Regions from separate parts of the Zea mays genome. Here region 2 is linked to region 1. A link is a contact called in public Hi-C data. All regions are on one chromosome and are shown on one strand. The core of a region is the stretch at or near the end of the contact, and the rest is flanking DNA. Distances in the headings are between cores, read along the strand shown.

The links. A called contact is a pair of places that touch in the nucleus more often than the background predicts.
Region 2: a Hi-C map of leaf shows a contact between it and region 1, with 6 times the contacts expected there. The contact joins the enhancer-like site here to the promoter of LOC103626108 in region 1. A contact is called at or near these places in 2 of 25 Hi-C or Micro-C datasets (ear and leaf).

Annotation. Positions count from the first base shown.
Region 1 is chr5:23,752,340-23,756,753 of Zm-B73-REFERENCE-NAM-5.0, forward strand. It overlaps LOC103626108 (CDPK-related kinase 3), which reads left to right and starts at 1,986. Exons shown (of 11, transcript XM_008646484.3): 1 at 1,986-2,843; 2 at 4,273-4,403. The coding sequence starts at 2,205.
Region 2 is chr5:23,837,648-23,842,061 of Zm-B73-REFERENCE-NAM-5.0, forward strand. No RefSeq gene overlaps it. Among protein-coding and RNA genes, the nearest start is that of LOC100191931, 60 kb to the right of the region's middle. Within about 2 kb of position 2,379, at least 19 of the 20 cell types and tissues checked have an H3K27ac peak or open chromatin away from gene starts, as enhancers often do. A contact at or near this core is called in ear and leaf, where this site is marked.

The DNA of each region.
Region 1 (4,414 bases), core at 736-3,235:
GGACGATGCACCGTACTTTAACGACAAGGCACGATAATGTATAGGAAATCTCTACTATATATAAACAACAGTTTTCACGTAATTAAATGTCTGCCCGCCCCCCTCCACATCTAAATGGTAAAAAACTAAAATTATACACAGATAAAGGATTGGAGCAAACAACCTAGCTCTAAAACTCATACTCACACTCATCTAGACAACAAAACACATATATCTTTTAGTTTATACTCTATATCCAAACTTAAATGAAAATCGTAAAAAAAAGCTAAAATTAAACCAACCTAGGTTACCCCGTTGGCATATCAAGTTTAGACCGGTAACCAAAGCCATGCCAAGTTCATCGTCATCTATCTTCACAAATCCTTTTGTCGTGGGTGGACGCTATGTGTTGGGTTATATGGTTTAGTAGAAACGATATTGGTGTTTGGATCATGTTCACTCAAAACCTATTTACAGGTACTTTACAGAGGGATTTATTGGTGCCGCTTTTCTGGGCACAACTGCAACAACATGAACTGGACAAGGCAATGGTGAATGATGTGTGCCGCACACTGGAGTCGGTGGTCATAGAGATCTTTGCCGGTTTCAGATGGCGGTTCACAAATCTTATCACTGTTTAATTTTTTGCGCTAGTTGTAGTTCTCATACTGCATGATGGTTGTGAGTCAGATTTCTTGTATGTAATAAGAGGTGCGGACCCTCTGTTGAGGTGAAGGTCGTTGATTCTTATTATATATCTAAAAAAAGATCAACACACAACATGCATAGATCCGAATTTGAATTGTGGTTGTTTCTTCCGTCTTTATTTTTACATCATAAACTTCACTAGTAGCTCTTCAGGGGCAACGACAAAATTGGTCCATGCACCGATGTAGACCGCTATACATTGTCAGGTTTAGTTTGAAAGAGATGGTGCCGCGTCCACGATATATAAAAACTCCATGGCCATCACTCTTGCTCCATGGCCATCACTCTTGCTTTTATGATCCAACTGGTTTTCGTGGTAATGCTATGAAGTTGATGCGAATCAATCACCTTAATGTAAAACTGGAAAGCCTATTACTACATACCCATTGGACGAATAATACACATAGAGGTATATTTGTGCGTAACTTCAATTAGTTTAGAGCATGATATAGAACAATATTGAGTTATTCTATGATTCATAAGACAACTATTAGATTCTATAGAGGAGCTACTGTCATCCACCAAAGGATGAATCTAGCTGAAAGTGTCATAAAATTTACCTACATTATCGATGCCACCTATGTTGGCGTATTCCCACGTGCTAGTGGCAGATCTAGGTTTGCTCGTCGTGGCGTTAGCGCATAACGGTCTATCCACAAAAAGGATAATGATTTGTCGGTATCAATCCGACAAAATAAAAGTTTGCTCGTCGTGGCATTAGCACGTAACGGTATGTCCACAAAAGAATAACGATTTGTCGGTATCGATCCGACAAAATACAAGGATGGTGACTTTCTTAAATCAAAATGCAAAGGTAAGTTATTAAAGCACACATTTTGATAAAAATGACAAACAATGGAATACCACCATCTATTACAAGACGAAACAAACAAACATCCACGCCATATATATTGTGCTATTATTAGGATTAAAGCTAGCAGACACTTGGAAATGTAGTCTATTTCTTTCAAATTTCAACGCCCGTAGGAGCGAGCATTTCCATATCTCAACCACGGGTCCACGGCCAAGTTCAAATTTCGACGGGATCGTGCCAAATACTCACCACAGAACACACGAAATGTTCAGGCCCTCGGACACCGCCATGTGGGCCGATTCCACTCAATTGAAAATGGCTCCACGCGTCATGCACTTCGACGGTTCGACGAGCCCCCTCGTCCCTTGTCTCCCGTCACGCGAGCCCCCCCGCACCCCCGGCCGCGCAGCCCACACGCGCAGGCGGCAGGCGCAGTCCGTCACCCTCAACGCGTCCAATGCGGGGTCTGCTGCTGCCGCAATTCATTTTTTCCCTCTTCAGTTCCCGTTTGGTTTCGTCACACCACCCTCCACTGCCTTCCTTCTCGTCGCCCCCTCGTCCACTGCATTAATACTGCCACTCCCCGCCCCCCGTTCCCCTCTCCTCGCACGCTTCCGGAGCTATAAATCTCGGCGCCCCCCGGCTACCGGACCCCGCATTCCCGTGCGCGAGCTCCGGTGATCGCCGGGACCGGCCGGCGGCCATGGGGCAGTGCTACGCGAGGAACGTGCACGGCGTCGACGCCGACGACGGCGGCGTGGGGGCGACCACCATCACGGTCTCGGCGGCGGGAGGGCCGGAGGATGCGGCGTCGGTAGGGGGAGGGGGAGGACGAGGAGGAGGGAGGCGGAGCGCGCGGCCGTCGCCGGCGGGGACGCCGCGCGGGGGCAGGGCCGGGGCCGGGGCGACGCCGGCGCGGTCGTCGGCGGCCGGCAGCCCCTGGGCGCCCGGGCTCCCCGATGGCATCGCGCCGTCGCCGGCGACCTCGGTGTCCACGCCGCGCCGATTCTTCCGCCGCCCGTTCCCGCCGCCGTCCCCGGCCAAGCACATCAAGGCGTCCCTCGCGCGCCGGCTCGGCCACCGGTCGCCGGCCTCCGCGTCGCAGGTGCCCATGCCGCCCGTCGAGGTCCCGATCCAGGAGCACGGGGCGGGAGGCGCCGGGGGTGGCGCTGGGCAGCGGGAGCTTGACAAGAGCTTCGGCTACGACCGCCAGTTCGCCGCCAAGTACGAGCTAGGGAAGGAGGTGGGCCGCGGCCATTTCGGACACACCTGCCTCGTGCGTGCCCGCAAGGGAGACATGAGAGGCCAGGTCCTGGCTGTCAAGGTCATCTCCAAAGCCAAGGTCTTGCTACTCGTGATCTCACACCACTCTTTTACTGAACGCGCGATCTTACCAGTTTCAATGGCCTCGGTTTCTCCAGCGGATCATGAACCAACTATGTGTGTGTTTGGGGGTGTAGAATTGCCGTCCTGTCTTGATCTTTTTAACTCTCGCTTAGTACACCATGGTTTGGTTGTTAGTTTCACAACAATAATCCAGTAACTCTGCATTGCCACTAGCACAGATGTTGCAATCATAAGTTCATCATTTGTTTCTTGGCTGCCTTGCACGGTGATCAGTTTTTTTTTTTTTTTTTTTTTTTTTGCCATGGTATTGGCATTTCCCCGCAGGGTTAGAAGTACATTGTAGAGATCCTGTTTCAGCAATGGCGCATTTAATGCTTTGCCTGTTTATATGATCTGAGTGTTCAGCTGTTCATCCATCTATCCCCTGTTCCTTGCTTTCTTGTTCTTTCTTTAAGCTATTATGGAATAGTAGCTTATGCAGTGTTAGATCAGTAGCTTGGCAGTGACTGAGTTCTTTGTGAGACCTCAGGGAACTCGTCAGTGGAGCTGGACTTCTGCAGCATCTCCATCATATTGTTGTTCACTGCCATGAGTTCTGTAGTCCCTTATGGCCTGTTTGTTTGGGATTATAATCTACTCAGATTATATAATCCAACTTATTTTGAACTAGCACTTAGTTCAAAATAAGTTAGATTATATAATCTAGGAGGATTATAATCCCAAACAAACACCCCCTTAGTCCATTCTGCATCATTTTGTTATATGATCATAAGTAGAAGAAAAGATAGCGAAAAGTGTAGGAAGTAAAGAAATGTCTCTTTTAGATTTTTTGGCGCCAAAGCTGAGAACATGTTGTTATTGGGAATTGCTTTCCACTGACATTATCCTGATTGTTGAACTGTTTAAATTTTGATCTCAGTTTTGCTTGGCATCTAAAATGTTTGTGAGCAAGTTGCCGAGAAAACCTAATATACTATAGGTGACACAACAAAATTCTACGTGCATGGCTGCATTGACGTTTTCATGCAATATTGTCGTTTTTGTGAGCGTTACGACAAAAATCAATTAATGACTATTTTGGTGTGCTGCAATTTTTGCTTGTGCTAGTGAAATTATTTGAGCAGGAGATGTATTTATTGAGTCCAATGTATTTCTTCCTTCTATATAGTTCTTTATTTGCATTGCATGCAATTTTATTACTTGTTACCACTACACACATACATGGTATATGCTTTTTGAGCGTAGAGCTAATAGATGCTCAAAGTTTTTTTTCCAATTAAGATTAAGGTTTCTCTTAGACAACCCATCAGTTAGCACTAGTTCACACTTCCTAGCTCAATGCACCAGGGGAAAAATATCTCTTGGCCTAGATTTCCTATTTTAATTTACAAAAGTCACCTCAATCCTTTGGTTTTCTCTTGCAGATGACAACAGCAATATCTATTGAGGATGTGCGCAGAGAGGTGAAAATTTTGAAGGCGTTATCTGGACATTCCAATCTTGTCAAGTTTTATGATGCTTGTGAGGATGCCCTTAATGTCTACATAATCATGGAGTATGTTTTCC
Region 2 (4,414 bases), core at 1,129-3,628, 86 kb after region 1:
TGCATGGTCCGTGATCTTTTGGATAGCACGTATAGGTAATCATCTTAAAAGATGTAGACCTCATAGTGATAGGTATTTCAAATGCGGCCTAAAGCACGGTCTCTGGGCTACTAAACTCTATAAAGAATTTAGTGCAACCAGTGCTTAGGACTCCATCACCCTATGCTTTTCTGAAAAAAATGCAATATCATTTTGCATGAGGACCATTAGTTTCGACTTAATTATGTGCTATGTTTTCCATGCAAACATAAAAGAATGCAAAAACAATAGCAAGTCGAAAATATGTGAATTATAAATGTAAATAAAATTATAATTCACTTAACAAGTCTGTATTTTCATAATAAAACAGACAAGTATGTACAATTGTATATATCATCATCAGTCTAAATATGCAAATTTAGATGTACAAATAATGATAAAGTCTGTAATTTGTACGAATAAGCCTAAATAATAAATTTCGTAGACCCAATCAGTGAAAATGACCCATTTGGCCCACCAAAAGAACCCATTAAAGCTGGCGGTTAGGGTTTTCTAACCCTAACCGATTCTCACATCCAGCCGCCGGCGGCCTTGCTGGTGGCCCCGGCCTAGGCGCGGTGGTACGGGGCGCCCCTGGCTACGCCCAGCAGCGCGGCAACCGGTGGTGCGGCCCCGGCCAGGCGGGCGCGGCGGCCCGGCAGCGCGCGGCAACCGGCGCGTGGCCCCGGCCAGGCGGGCACGGCGGGCACGGCGGCAGCGGCCCCGGCAGCGCGCGGCAACCGGCGCATGGCCCCGGCGGCGCGCGGCCCCAGCCAGGCAGGCAGCCTCGGCCCCGGCCCCGGCAGCGCGGTGGCTCAGCCAAGGCGCACGGCGCGCGCGGCTCGGCCATGGCGCGGGTGCGGCCGACTCGGCGGCCATGGCGCGCGGCCCCGGTGGCTCGCAGCGTGGCTCCGCGACGACGCGCGCAGGCGGCTCAGGCTTGCGGGCTCGCGGCCCCAACCTCGGCACGGCACGGGCGGCCCCGGTGCGGCGGGCGCGGCCCTCAATGGCGCGCGGGCGTGCGCGCTAATGGCGGCCAGGCAGGAGCGCGGGCCCCCGGCGTGGGCGGGCACAATCCTGGCAGCGCTACGGCGGCTCGCCGCGGCCCGGCGGCTCGCAGGCGTGGCCCCGGCGTGGGCATGGGCGCGACGGCCTTGTCCCTGGCGTGGTCACTGCCTCGGTTTGTGGCCATGGCAGCGCAAGCGCGCTTCCCGACGCGAGCACGCGCGAGTCCCCTGGCGAGGCTCTGTACCGGCGCGGCACTGGTACGTCCACATCGCGTGCGCGCATCCCATGCAGTTGCATTCAGACAGGTGCAGCCCCTGCGGGGCTTCACGCGGGCGAGCGCTCGACCTCAACATGAGGGCTTGCGCGGCCTTGGCCATGAGCGGACCCTGCCAGTTTGCGAGGTGGGATCTGGCAAGCATTCATGGCCTCTGTAGCCCACGAAGCCACGGCCAGGGCGCCAGGCAATGTCATCATGCAATTTGTGTAGAATTTGAAAGGACGACAGTGTCAAAAGAACACATCAGAAAAGGGTAATGATCCTACCATTTTTAATGTTCTTTGCACAATATCCAGATCGGCAGGATCTGCCCTTGATCAATGTCTCGATGCATTAACTTTTGCAACCGCCCGTTAATGGTAGTGTTAGGCTTGGCCTTCTTGTTCGTACGAGCAAGGAACTTCAGCAGAAATTTTCTTCTCTGATCTTAGAGCGCTCTTAGAGCAGCGCTGATAACGTGTTGAAGTATACGCAGTGGTCTTAAGATTGAGAGAGAGAGACAAATGACAGTTGTACTTTATTATTGCAGGGAGTTCTGATTATATACATGTGAAGGGGTGTATCCTAAGGGGGATGTTCCTCATGGAGAATCTGTCGCACCCTTTGGATTAGTCACATATACAATATATAATATTTTGTAACAGACGCAACGCAAGCGGCCGTGCCTGCCAGCCTCCTCCACGGATCCACCCGATGGCCCCCTAGCTAGCTTCCCCGCCGCGTCCCACACACGAAATGAATGCCTGGCTGCGAGGTGCGCGCAGGGGGCGGCAGCTGGGCCCACTCTCGCGCCACAAACCGATGCTCCGTCAGTCAGGCGGCCCCTAGCTAGCTTGCAGACCTGCCATAGTGCCATGCCCATGCCGTGCGTACGAGGTATGTATACGACGCGCACCCAACTTGGCACCCATATGCCATGCGTAGCAATTAGCTAGGCCGATCGGCATGACGTACGGCAAGCTTATTAATTTGTTGGTGGAACCCCAGGTCCCGGGGCGATCGAGACGCCATCGTCAGCAGGTGTGTGTGCACGAGAGAGACACGCCAAGCTTGCTGCGGTCAGGCCAGGACGCCGTGCCGTGTGAGAGTGACCGAGGGGGCCAGAATGAACGAACCTAGCAGCCGAACGGGCAGGGGCATGGTGTGGATGGTGCCGCCACCATATCAACCAAAACCTCCTCTCTCATGCATGCATCATCGATCATCCAGGTTCGTGGCCGTGGTCGACATGGACAGACTCAGACAGGCTTGCTCGATAAGCTTTGGAGGAATCTAACTCACTGCTGATATATGTGATCGTCACCACGCACCGCGGCGTGTGACGGGACGGGACGGGAATCCAAATTAGCCGCCGAAATTTATGCGTGAGGGGGGCGATGCATGCGTCTCGAGTCTTGTGGAAGACTGGAGGTGGAACCCACGCGGCCCGCACGTACGTATCCGCCCGGGAGTTCCAGCTAGCCACACAAGCATGCCTTGTACCTATGTGGCGCACCACGGATCGGAGGCCGGCCTCTTCCCGGATGGCCGTGTCGAGAGAGCTAGCGCAGCGTTGACTGAAGCGCGGATCGTCAGGAAGGGAGCCACAGCCATGCATGCATGCATGCATTTTCGTTAGTTTGTTATGGTGGGTGGCATCAGCATGCTAGCTAGCATCATCAGAAGCCTCCCCGTTCCGCCGCAGTCAACTCCGACGAATTGAAACGCCCCCAACGAACGAACGGATCAAAGCGGGGACAACACAACAGCACGCGCGTTGTACGTCAACCTTTTTCGTTGTCGCCATACCGGCCTTCTCCAAACCATTTCGTTTCCAAGCGCCGAATCACGCATGGATGGTGATCATCGAACACGATGTCAATATAATACTACTACTCTAAAGACCTTGAAATATGAAATACATATATATAGTGTCGTGCTGCCCTGTTCAACCAAATGATGATAGTATCAAATAAAAACTTGGAAACCAAAACGAACATCCGCCAATACTTGCACCAGCTAGGAGAGCTGAGGTCGTCGAGGCCACGTCAAGTCCGCCACCGGAGCGAAGCCTGAACCCAACGCCATGTATCGTCGTCTGAACCCAACGCGACCCCTCCCCAGCCGCAACCCGCAACCGCAAGTCTGCAGCGGCGCCCCAGCTGGACGCAGGCACGGAGAAGAAGAAACGCAGCGCGCACCACACGCATCTGGCACCTTCCAATAGCCACCGCCTCCGCCCCGCGCCGCACATGGGCAATTTGTCTTTTGAGCTGCAAAAACACGCATATTGTCTTTTGAGGCAAAAATGTGTGTTTTTGGAAACAAAAAACACACACATCTTATATATATATATATATATATATATATATATATATATATATATATATATATATATATATATATATATATATATATAATGTTCATTTCCACACAATTATTGTTCTTACAGAACTTAGAAATATGAGCAGCAACAAAGTATTTTTTTTTAAAAAAATACAACTCTAATTATCACTACTGGAATTCGGCTCTTTACCGAGCGCCAAATATTTTACCGAGTGTTTTTTTGCACCCTGTAAAAAAACTTTTTGCCGAATGTCAAGCAAAAAAACCCTCGGTAAAAGAAAACACTTGGCAAAGCGCTTCTTTGCCGAGTGCTTTTTTCAACACTAGACAACACAATTTAGAAATCACATTTTAAAGCAGTAAATCAATCTAAATGAAAAAGTTTTCAACTACGAATTTTTATAACTCGTCATGATGTATAATTTATATTTTGAACATTTCTTCGTATGACAAAATAAAAGTAAATTTGTTCATAAAACCTATATTTATCTCGTAGTTTAGAAACTACGAGAGAGATGTATAAGATTTGTGCATATGTTAGAACCATCATGTGAGATGAACAAATGACCAAACAACCAAAAAAACTTTGTAGATCTTGAGAAGTTATAGAATTTTGTAGTTGACAACTTTTTCATTTGAAGTCATCTTGTCAACAAAAAATATGTTTGAATTTAAAAAATTTAAATTTTGAATTTTGAAAACGACCTCGAAAGAAAAAACCACAACATGAAAGTTGTAGGTATTGAAGAGTTATGAAACTTTGTAGTTGACAATCTTTTGATTTGA